Regions from separate parts of the Mus musculus genome. Here region 1 is linked to region 2. A link is a contact called in public promoter capture Hi-C data. All regions are on one chromosome and are shown on one strand. Each heading gives the region's core, a stretch centred on a gene start, on an enhancer-like site or on the middle of the called end of the contact. The rest is flanking DNA. Distances are from core to core; before and after follow the strand shown. Region 1 holds the start of Bcl7a (B cell CLL/lymphoma 7A). Region 2 holds the start of Erp29 (endoplasmic reticulum protein 29).

Evidence for each region. Promoter capture Hi-C pulls out the DNA fragments that hold promoters and counts their contacts.
Region 1: a contact with region 2 is called in a promoter capture Hi-C map of liver, with 2.2 times the contacts expected there. The contact joins the promoter of Bcl7a here to the promoter of Erp29 in region 2. A contact is called at or near these places in 2 of 39 promoter capture datasets (cranial neural crest and liver).

What each region holds. Positions count from the first base shown.
Region 1 is chr5:123,342,565-123,347,501 of GRCm38.p6, reverse strand. It overlaps Bcl7a (B cell CLL/lymphoma 7A), which reads right to left and starts at 3,054. Exons shown (of 6, transcript NM_029850.3): 1 at 2,781-3,054. The coding sequence starts at 2,872. It overlaps Gm15860 (predicted gene 15860), which reads left to right and starts at 2,360. Exons shown (of 2, transcript NR_165267.1): 1 at 2,360-2,576.
Region 2 is chr5:121,450,270-121,455,463 of GRCm38.p6, reverse strand. It overlaps Erp29 (endoplasmic reticulum protein 29), which reads left to right and starts at 2,990. Exons shown (of 3, transcript NM_026129.2): 1 at 2,990-3,273. The coding sequence starts at 3,124. It also overlaps a transcript of Tmem116 not described here.

The sequences.
Region 1 (4,937 bases), core at 1,805-4,304, 1.9 Mb before region 2:
TCAGATAAATGGATAACTTTTTGGCATGTGTCTCAAATATTTCATGGGATATACTACTTACATAAAGGGGTGTGTGTGTGTGTGTGTTTTGTGTGTGTGTACAGTCTAAGGACAAAACCCAGAGCCCTGTGCATTCATTTTATTTTTTATTTAATTTATATTTTTGAGACAAGCTTGAATGTAGATCAGGCTAGCCTTGAGCTCAGTATGTAGCTGAGGCTAGCCTTGAACACCTGGTTCTCCTGCCTCTACCTTACAAGTCCAAAGGTTATAGGCACGCACCCAGGGGGAACGGTTTATTTTTTAAAAATCACTTTGTTGTTTATCTGAAATTCAAATTTACCTGGATGTTCTGTGTTTTTTCATTTTCATTTCTGGCAGCCCCATGTCCTAGCCAGTGGTGAAATGCATGGTTGGTGCCCACGGTTAATAAACAACCCCCAAAGCCTTCAGGGGTTGATTGCAAGATTGCTGTTACAGACAGGGCAAGACCAGATTTAATGACTCAAGGAAGACCCCTCCGTCTCTATTTAAGATGGGGAGGGAAGCAAATCAAAATTTCTACAAAGTCCACCTTACATAAGGGCCCCTGTGTACTCCAGTGACTCTACCGGACTAGCCAGTCCTCAACAGCTCTGGAAGGGGAGGGGGGGCCCGGAGTCCCCTAGTTGACAGAGTCAAGGAACTGAGTTTCGTATTTTGCCCAAGGTCACTGCTAGGAAGTGAAGTAGAAACTCATGCAGGAGATCCCAAAAGGCCTGGAGTCTTTAGAGGTCATGATATACTTATTTCTCCCAAAAGAACATAGGGTAGAAAGCGGCCACATCCCCCACTGCACTCCCAGGCTTGGCAGGCTGTGAACCCGCTAGCATGGAAGATGAAGCCTCCAGGCCTGCTGCTCTGGGGCCCGCAGGGTGGAAAGCCCCAACCCTCCATCTGCCCGCCCAGCAGAGCAGCTGGCAGACCCAGCCGCAGCTGTCACGGCTCCAGGACCAGAAAGGGAGCTTACACCGGCCCCTTTCTACCCTCCAGGCGGGTGACAGACAGAAGGGACTCTTGCCCTGCTATCAGTTCTTTCTTTGCACCGGGGACTGAGGCCAGGGAGGGGTGCCACCCCAGCCTTCCCTTGAGAGTCCCACAGGAGAGGGGCCAAGGTGCTGGTTTTCCTGTGTTTTGGCCTGCAGCTGTTTCTGCCATTTTTAAATGGCTGCAGTTGGGCACTGGTCGCCCTGCTCAGCGGGGAGCTCCCCGGCACCCAGGACTTGGATCTCAACTTTGGAAAGCCTCCCCTTCTCACGGTTGTGAAAATTCTTTGTCCCATTGGAGCCAAACCCAGCCCACGGCGGGCATCCGGCCATCCGCAGACAGCCCTTTCCATAGGAGGCCCGGGAGCACGTGGACTTTATTGATTTTTCTCGTTGCCTTTTTTGTTGGGTTTCACTCTGAAAGGACAGCTAACTTGTGACACCATCAAACCGGAGACAGGTCCCCAGTAGTGTTTAAAAAAAAAAAAAGGACAACAACAACAGAGGCGTTACTCAAGAAATGACCCCCCCCCCCAAAAAAAAAAAAAAAAAAACAACCCAGCCTGCAGTGGAGCCTAGCCAGTTCCTATAAAGGACAGATCCAGCCAGCGGCTGCTGACACTTGGGGACACCCTCGCAGCTGCTCCTCTCCCTCTCGGACCCAGATGAAGCCGTGGGAAAAAAACCGTAATAAAGTTAAAATCAGGGAGCAGGGAGTTTTCAACAAGTCTGACCCAACCTGGTGGTGGACTACTGGCGCCTCAGGCCTGGCCTCTGGGGCCGCCTCGGTGTCAGATCCCGACGAGGGCCGAGAAAATGTTCCATCCTACTAATTATAACGAGGCCACGCCGGGCAGGATCTAATTTGAGCTTGAAAAACACGCACGGCCCACACCGAATCTCGCGGTCTCCTCCTCCCCCAGTGCAGAGAACAAAAACAACGGTCGCTCGTTCTCTCCGCAAAACAAACACCAGCTCCAGCAAGAAGGAGGCAAGACACGGCCCAGGACTTGGCTTCTGGATGCAAACATCGCGCTCCCCGAGCTTCGGGTGCCGCGCGGAGCGCGTGGGAGCCGTGGGTGCTCCGCGCCCCGGCCGCGCCACCGCCTTCCTAGCGCTCGCCCCCATCTTCCTTCCTCGCCCGGAGCCCTCGCTCCAGGCTGCCCAAAGCGCTAAATTTAAACGGCTCGCGCTCTGCAAACTCCGCAGACTCGAGGGCGCCGAGGCCTGGGAGGCGGGGAGCTGCGGGCGGGTCGGGGCGTAGGATGTGTGTGTGTATGTGTGTGTGTGTGTGTTGGGGGGGGGGGACACCGGCGCCGCGCCGCCCCGGGAGGAGACGGCGGCCCGCTCCGCGCTGCACAATGGAGCTCGCGCTCTGCCCGCCGCCGCCGGCATCACGGCCCCGGCGCGCGGGAAGCCGCTTTCATGTGACTTGCACAAAAAAACGAAATGGCTTCTGGGGCCGGCTGCGAACCCCCCTCTCCCGAGAGCCGAGCTCCGAGCTCCGGGCTCCTGCCGCCGCCGCCGCCGCTCTCGCCGCCGCCGCGCCAGGTGGGTGACCGGCGCCAAGCACACCTGGGCAGCGGACGCAGCCCCCGCGGGGCGCAGGTGACCCCGGCCGCGCGCCCTCGCCAACTCCGGGCCCGGGGCCGCTGCGCCCCGCCGCTCTACGCGCTGGGTCCGGGCTTGCTGGCGGCCGCGACGCGGTGCAGCGAGCCGGGGCGAGCGAGAGAGCGAGCAGGCGCCTCGGCTTACCATTTGCGCACTTTCTCGATAGCCGCCATGACCCTCTTGATATCATCTTTGGCCCGGCTCCTGGTCTCGGCTCGAACCGACCTGCCCGACATGGTTCTGGCGGGGAGGGAGAGAGAGAGGAAAGAGAGAGAGAGAGGGAGGCTGGGGGAGCGCGCCCGCCGGGTCCTGCTCGCCACACTCGCCCGCTCTCTCACTCGCGCACAGACACACACTCACACACATACGCGCACACACAAAGCCTGGTGCCGCCGCGCGCCCGGGGCCCAGTGCGCAAGCGCCGGGGCGGCAGCTGCACAGAGCGAGGGGGAGCGGCGCGGCCGCCAGCAGTGCGGCCTCCGGGTGCCGCCGCCCTCCCCGGGGAGCCTCGGGGACCTCACTCTGGGAAAGCTCTCCCGGGTAACCCCGACCTCCCAGCACGCGGGACGGGCCCGCGCCAGGACTCACCCAGAGGCCGCAGGTGCGATGGGGGGCCCCTCCCCCCCCCAAGACACACACCCTGGGGATGGCAGACTGCAGGCCGTGGGTGCTCTGGCTCGGGTTGGTGGCCGCGGGCGCGATCGTGCAAGTTTCTTGTCGGGCGTTTGAGTTCTCAAGAGTTGGAGGCGGCGGTTCGGGACGCGAGGTGATCTTAGAAAGAGTTGAGGCGCCGGTCTCTGGCCAGCTGCCCTGTTAAAATGTGCGAGCTAGAACGTCTCCTCCCCATGCTTAAACTAGAGTCGTAGGAAAGGTGCCCGAACCCGGTGGCAATTGACATTGTCTCTGGGCTTTCTTTCCCTTAGAGATAAGTTGTCCCAGTCACGGATCAACCTCCCTGGGGTTTGACCGAAAATGACAATTTAATCTTAAACGGCTCCTGGTGGAAGTGCAGTGTAATGACCCGGAGCAGCAGGTAAACTAGACTGGCCCAACACAGAAGGACTTATGAGAGGCTGTCTCCCTACCCTAGGACAGAGCTGGGTGACAGGATCTACCGCGGTCACCCAGTATAGGGACAGGTGGGTGTGCAGTTGCGGCTACACAGACTGGACCAGAGCGAATGCTTGTCCACGTGAATGCTGGGAAAAGAGATGACCTGAAGTGAGAGAGCTGCTACCTGGAGAGGAACTAGCGCAACATCAGTCATTTCACAGATGGACAAACTGAGTCAAGGAGTTATTGAAGGTTGCAGCAGTGACCTTCATCTGTGACTGCCATGATTCTAGTACCAAGCATCTCCCCCTGAAGTCTGGGGGGGTTGCAGGGGTTTGGTAGAGGGAGCTAGTGGGGAAATGGGTGTGAGAATCTGGGGAAATTTCCCCCAGGCTTCTTTTAACCACTTTAAACGCACGGTCCTAAAGCGAAAATTTAAAAATAAGAACAACAATCAGATGTGGTAGCCCACTCCTTTAATTCCAGGCAGAAGCAGGTAGAGATCTGTGGTTCAAGACCAACCTGGTTTATGTAGGTAGTTCCAGGACTACATAGTGAGGCCCTGTCTTAAAACAAAACAAAACAAAAAAACAACCCAAACCAAAACAAACAAAAGCAAAAAACCAACAACAACAACAAAACAATGGAGCCAGGCAGTGGTGGTACACACCTTTAATCCCAGCACTTGGGAAGCAGAAGCAGGCCGATTCTATGTATTCAAGACTCAAAGCCAGTCTGGTCTACATAGTAGTGAGTTCTAGGACAGCCAGGGCCACAAAAAGAAAACCCTGTCTCAAAACAAAATAACACACCCCACAAATATGTCAAAGAATCGTTCTGTGATGGATTGAAAAATGTGCCATAAATCCGAAGTCTCATGCATTTGACCCTCTGTATTTGATCATCAGATATGTGCTTGGACCCCAGGGAATTCATTTTTGTTTAGTGCAGAAATTGTGTATGCTAGGCAAGTGCTACACCACAATTCCCACATAGAATATATGTGTATATATGTATGTGTGTGTGTGTATTTAAATAAGATATATCAAAAGTCCGAATATCTGGTCTGCAAGATGTCTTAGTAAATGTGTTTGCTGCCAAGCCTGCAGGCAAGAGTTCAGGTCTCAGAACTCACGCTGTGGAAAACAGAACCCGTGAAAGTTGTCCTTGGATCAGCACATGTTTACATACCACACGCACACTCACACACACATACACACACCCTAAATGAAATGTAAGAATACTAAA
Region 2 (5,194 bases), core at 1,741-4,240:
TTCTGGGATTAAAGGGGTACGCCACCAAGTCCAGACCTCCTGCCAAAGCTTCTTGATTGCACTTTTCTTCAGTGACACACTTGAGGATGGAACGTTATACACACGGCCTACAACTCAGCTTCCACCCAGGCCCAACCGAGGCACTTTTTTTTGGGGGGGGTTCGAGACAGGGTTTCTCTGTGTAGCCCTGGCTGTCCTGGAACTCACTCTGTAGACCAGGCTGGCCTCGAACTCAGAAATCTGCCTGCCTCTGCCTCCCGAGTGCTGGGATTAAAGGCGTGCGCCACCATGCCCGGCTTGAGGCACTTCTTAAAACAAGTACTGTTTGTTCTTTGAGAGCCCTGTACATTTTGAGCACATTTACCTTCCTCCTCCAGCTCTTCCCAGATCCCCGCCACTCCCCTTCCCACCCTACTCCCTAGGCCATTCCTAATTTCCAGGAACTTCTCTCACCTCCTTTAAATACTGCGAGAGCTACCCACTGCCCTCAGCCTCAGTCTTCTCCCTTCTGATGCATTCTCTTCATTCATTCATTTTTATAGCGATACAACCCAGGTTGACCAGGCTGGCTTCCCACTTACAGGGCCCCACCTGCCTTCGCCTGAGTGCTGGGATCAAAGGCGCTGGCCATCATGTCCAGTTGTAATCTCTTTTTCATAAAGGGACACGAGGCCCACTGGATTGGGCCCCCGCTGTTGGATTTCATTTAGGTTTAACTATTTCTGTAATTACTGTAATTCTCTCTCCAAATGCAATTACAGTGCACTGGAGGCACACGACTTAGTCCACTTCGAGGATATTGCTTATTCCAAAGTCCTCAGGTTTCCTCAGGTCTCAGGCACTCTCCTTCCCAGGAAGGCTTGGGACTAAAGCCACACCCAGCCATTTCTTCATCTCTATGGAATGTTTTCATACACAAATCTGGCAACACTCCAATGGAGGCCTCTGGTGGCTGTAAACCCCTCAGGTCAGTGAGAGACTTTATTTTGCCCCCGCTCCTGAGTTTGCCTTTACATAGGTTCACAGTGCTCAGCGTGCGGTACCACATCCTGATTCCTACTGCTTCATGAGTGCTCCCTACTTTTCAAAGTCATGCTCACCAAGTATCTCCCAGATACTGTGCTGACACACGTGAGCAGGACGGACTCGTAATACAGGTTCTTCAAAGGCGGGATATACCTCTGCAGGGATTTGGAAAGGGCACGAGATGGGGAGGAAAGATTTTAATACTTACTGGGTGGATAGCAGTCTGGATACCACACACACAAGTCAAAAAGAAGGACCTACATAGCCGTGTCACACTGCGGCAGAATGACCAGTGGTGCATCATACTTGCACAGTCTGTGCTAGATGTCAAGGTCAGTACGGCCAGTCAAATGCAGGGCACCTAGCTGTCTATTAGAGGGGTGGTCATAAGGCAGCAGCTGTAATAAGCTGTGCTTTTTATAGAAGGGCTGCTCCTAGGGATGATGGAGGAGGAAGTTTATTGTAGCTAAAAAAGGAAGACCACAGTCCGGAGTGAACATGACCATGAGCCATGTGGAGAGAGGGGGAAGGGAGGAGAGAGGGGAGGAGAGTCCCAGTTAAGAGGGGCAGCCTGGGCCAAGACACTGACCAAGAGACTGCCATAGCTTAAATGGCTGGATTATTATAGGGAAAGGCGGCTGGAGGAAGGGCAGCCCAGCCCTTGGACTGGAGAAGTTTAGGGTAGGGAGCAGGGCATGCCTGTCATACCCTGAGGGATTCTGGGAGAACCTCATGGCCAGGTCCACTTTGATGTTAGTCACCACAGCCGTTTGTCTCACCTAGGGTTTGAGATTTAACAGTAATAAAAAAAAGAGGGAAAAAAAAAGCACAACATGGTCTAGCTTTTTCATGATTCTACAGGTGTGTGTGTGTGTGTGTGTGCACGCGAATGTAGATTTGTATACATGGATAGGCCACTGACCAACCTATCTTCATTCATCATTCGCTCTTTTTCCTTCCCCCCGCCCCCCCAATTTGGGCATCCTCCTTGCCTCCCCAGTACTGGCAAGTAGTCCACACCCAGCCTGTTTTGTGTCTGTCTTTCGAAGACCCTTGTTGACTTTGAATAGCCTAGAACTCACTCTGTAGACCAGGCTGGCCTTGAACTCAGGTTCGCCACCCTTGGCCTTTGGAGTGGTGTGATTAAAGTTGTGCTTTCCCCCTTGGGTGCTAAGGACGGAACTTAGATGTGGAAGGTACTAGTTCCAGGAACACAGTATATGGATGAGGTTTGGCTTCCAACTCAGAGACCAGCCTGCCAGTTTTCCCAGCTAGCACTGGGATTGAATGTCCTGTGCTGGCTCACACAGCCTGCTGGCCACGATCCCTCTGTCGTCTCCAATAAGGAATTCCTTCGAGCCTTTATCCCTGTGCTGAAGACAATCAGAACGTACCATAAGCTAGTCCTTGAAAACGGGACAGCCCAGCCTGGTCTTGTCACCCCCCTGCCTCGTGCTGAAATTAGGCCTGTGCCACCCACCAACACTTGACCAAAAAGCACGAAGGCGAATAGGCCTTTTCCCCAACCTCCTGCGACATGGGAGGCCACATTGCCTAAGTGTCCCCGCGGGCCTGACCAGAGCTGCAACCGGGGGTCTACAAGGGCAGGACAGCGACTACCAGTGACAAACAGCTGACTAACCGAGGGAGGCGGCGGGTCTCTTGAGACCGCAGGACCGCCCAGCGCAGGGAAGGAAGGGACGCCGCCACGTCTTCTTCCGAGGCGAGAGAGAGGGCAACGAGGGGAAGGGTCGAAGCGGCGCCTCCCGCGAGAACGCAGCGGAACACGGCCTAGCCGAGTGTCGCCAAGTGCGCGTGCGCGTGCGCGTGCGCGTGCGCGGCAGGCCCGTCCCGTCCCGCGACCCCGCCCGCTCGCCGCTCCGCCTACGACGCATGCGCAGCCGCTCCCTCTCTCTGCCCCGCCCCTCCGCGGCCCCTCCCTTCCACCCCGGAGGCGGCCGGAGCATCTCGCTCTGGCGGTGGCCGCTTGCGTTCATGCGCGCCGCCGGCAGGACGGCCCTCCCCGTGACGTGACCGCCCACTCGGAGCGCTCCGCCTGTAGCTTGCCTGTCTCTCCCGCTCCCACCATCCGGCGTGATGGCCGCCGCCGCCGGGGTGTCTGGCGCTGCTTCTCTCTCCCCACTGCTGTCCGTGCTCCTGGGCCTGCTGCTCCTCTTTGCTCCGCACGGCGGCAGCGGCCTACACACGAAGGGTGCCCTTCCCTTGGACACAGTCACTTTCTACAAGGTAATGAGGGCGGCGGGCGACGGGGATCGTGCGCAGGTGCAGATAGACGCCCGTGGCAGCGCGAGCCCACGGGGACGTTGGGCCCGGAGGGGTGGCAGCAGCAGGCAGTCCTTGGGGACCATCCCTACACGCCCCACCATCCTATAGGCCCAGTGTCGACAGAGCAGGGGCGCACCCTGACCACCCGGCATCCTTGCAACCCCGGTACTCGCTACATCTGTTTTTTTACAAAAAGCTACCAAAGCGCAGTCAAAGGGAACCAAGTGTCCCTTTTCCTTTATCAACTGGGGAAAAAGACAATGATAGGAAAGATCCAATCCACGAGTCACAAGTGGAAGACCGGAGGGCGGGGCGAGGTCTACGCTCCTAGGCTCTCGGATGGGGTGGAGATGGCCGAGAGAACTGGGTTAGCATGCCAGTCTGCTCCTCGGAGGATGGATTGTAGCGTTCTTGGCCATGTGCAAACCGGGTTCAGACCGCACACGGCCCCCCTACAAAGTGCAAGGGTTAAAAAGATTGCAGGGCTCCCACCTGTAGAGAGCATCTTGGGGGAGTGGAGTACGAAATGAACAAAACCCGGTCAAGGCATGTAAGAAACTACACTACCCTCAGCAATTTTATTTATTTTAAAACAAAAATTGGTTTCGAAGACTGAGCAAATGGACGGTGGAAATGTTGCAGGCTGAGTGCAGTGGCCTCTGGACTCAGTTCTTCGTGCATGTCTCTAGTTACCAGAATCTTCTTAGTTCCTCTATTGGGCTTAGCGCGGAGAGACTTGGTCATTTTCTTATTGTGTCAGAATGAGGAACTGAGAACGCAGAAGGGGACTCTAAAGGCGCCTGTGTTGAGGGGTTGGACAGGGCTGTTTTGGAAAGGGTTGCTGTTAGGAACCCCCCCCCCCACACACGTGTAACCCATTCAAGTTTGTATTTTTTTTTAATTAAAAAAAATTAAGCATCTTATTAGTCATCCATCCAACCTATATAGCAACCTAGTAATACCACAGTCCAAGTGTGAATAAAAAGGACATTTTGCACCATGGGTTTAGTCAGTTGCTGCTTCTCCATCTTTTTTTTTTAAAGATTTATTTATTATATGTAAGTACACTGTAGCTGTCTTCAGACACTTCAGAAGAGGGCATCAGATTTTGTTACGGATGGTTGTGAGCCACTGTTTGGTTGCTGGGATTTGAACTCAGGACCTTCAGAAGAGCAGTTGGCACTCTTAACCACTGAGCCTTCTCACCAGCTCCCTGCTTCTCCATCTTTAAGGATCTGCCCTGAGGGTGTCATCTCCCTCCCCCCCTTAACCCCACAGGCCACCAGGCAGCACCATGAGATTCTACTTAATATAGTAGCAAGCAAGGAACGACCCTTATTCCATCTCATTTCCTAGTCATTTGCCCCCTTTTCCAATCGTCTCCAGGCAACACAAGCCTTCTCTCTGACTGCCCCTAGCTCACAGCTGTTAGTCCATCCGCAGTGGCCGTTCCTTGTGACTGGAACATTCTTTGCCATCTTTGGAATAGGTTACTTCTCGTGGCTCTGTCTTAGGTTAAATGTTAACTTCTCTTGTCCCCTCGCTTTCTCAGTTGCCCAGATTGACCTGTTGGTACCCGTGAGGGCACTCCTTGCCGTTTTCAGCTTCTCATTCATATTTCATAGACGATGACATGTTTATGAAGTACCTGATATGATTTTTATTTTTTTGTTTTTGTTTTTGTTTTTTTTTTTAAACAGGGCTTTTCTTTGTAACTTTGGCTGTCCTGGAACTAGCTCTGTAGAGCAGACGGGCCTCGAACTCAGAGAGATCTGCCTGCCTCTGCCACTCTCCCTAGTGCTGGGTTTGAAGGCGTGTGCCACCAATGCCCTGAAGTACCTGATGTATTTTTCTGACTCTCTACACAGCATACCAGATGAGT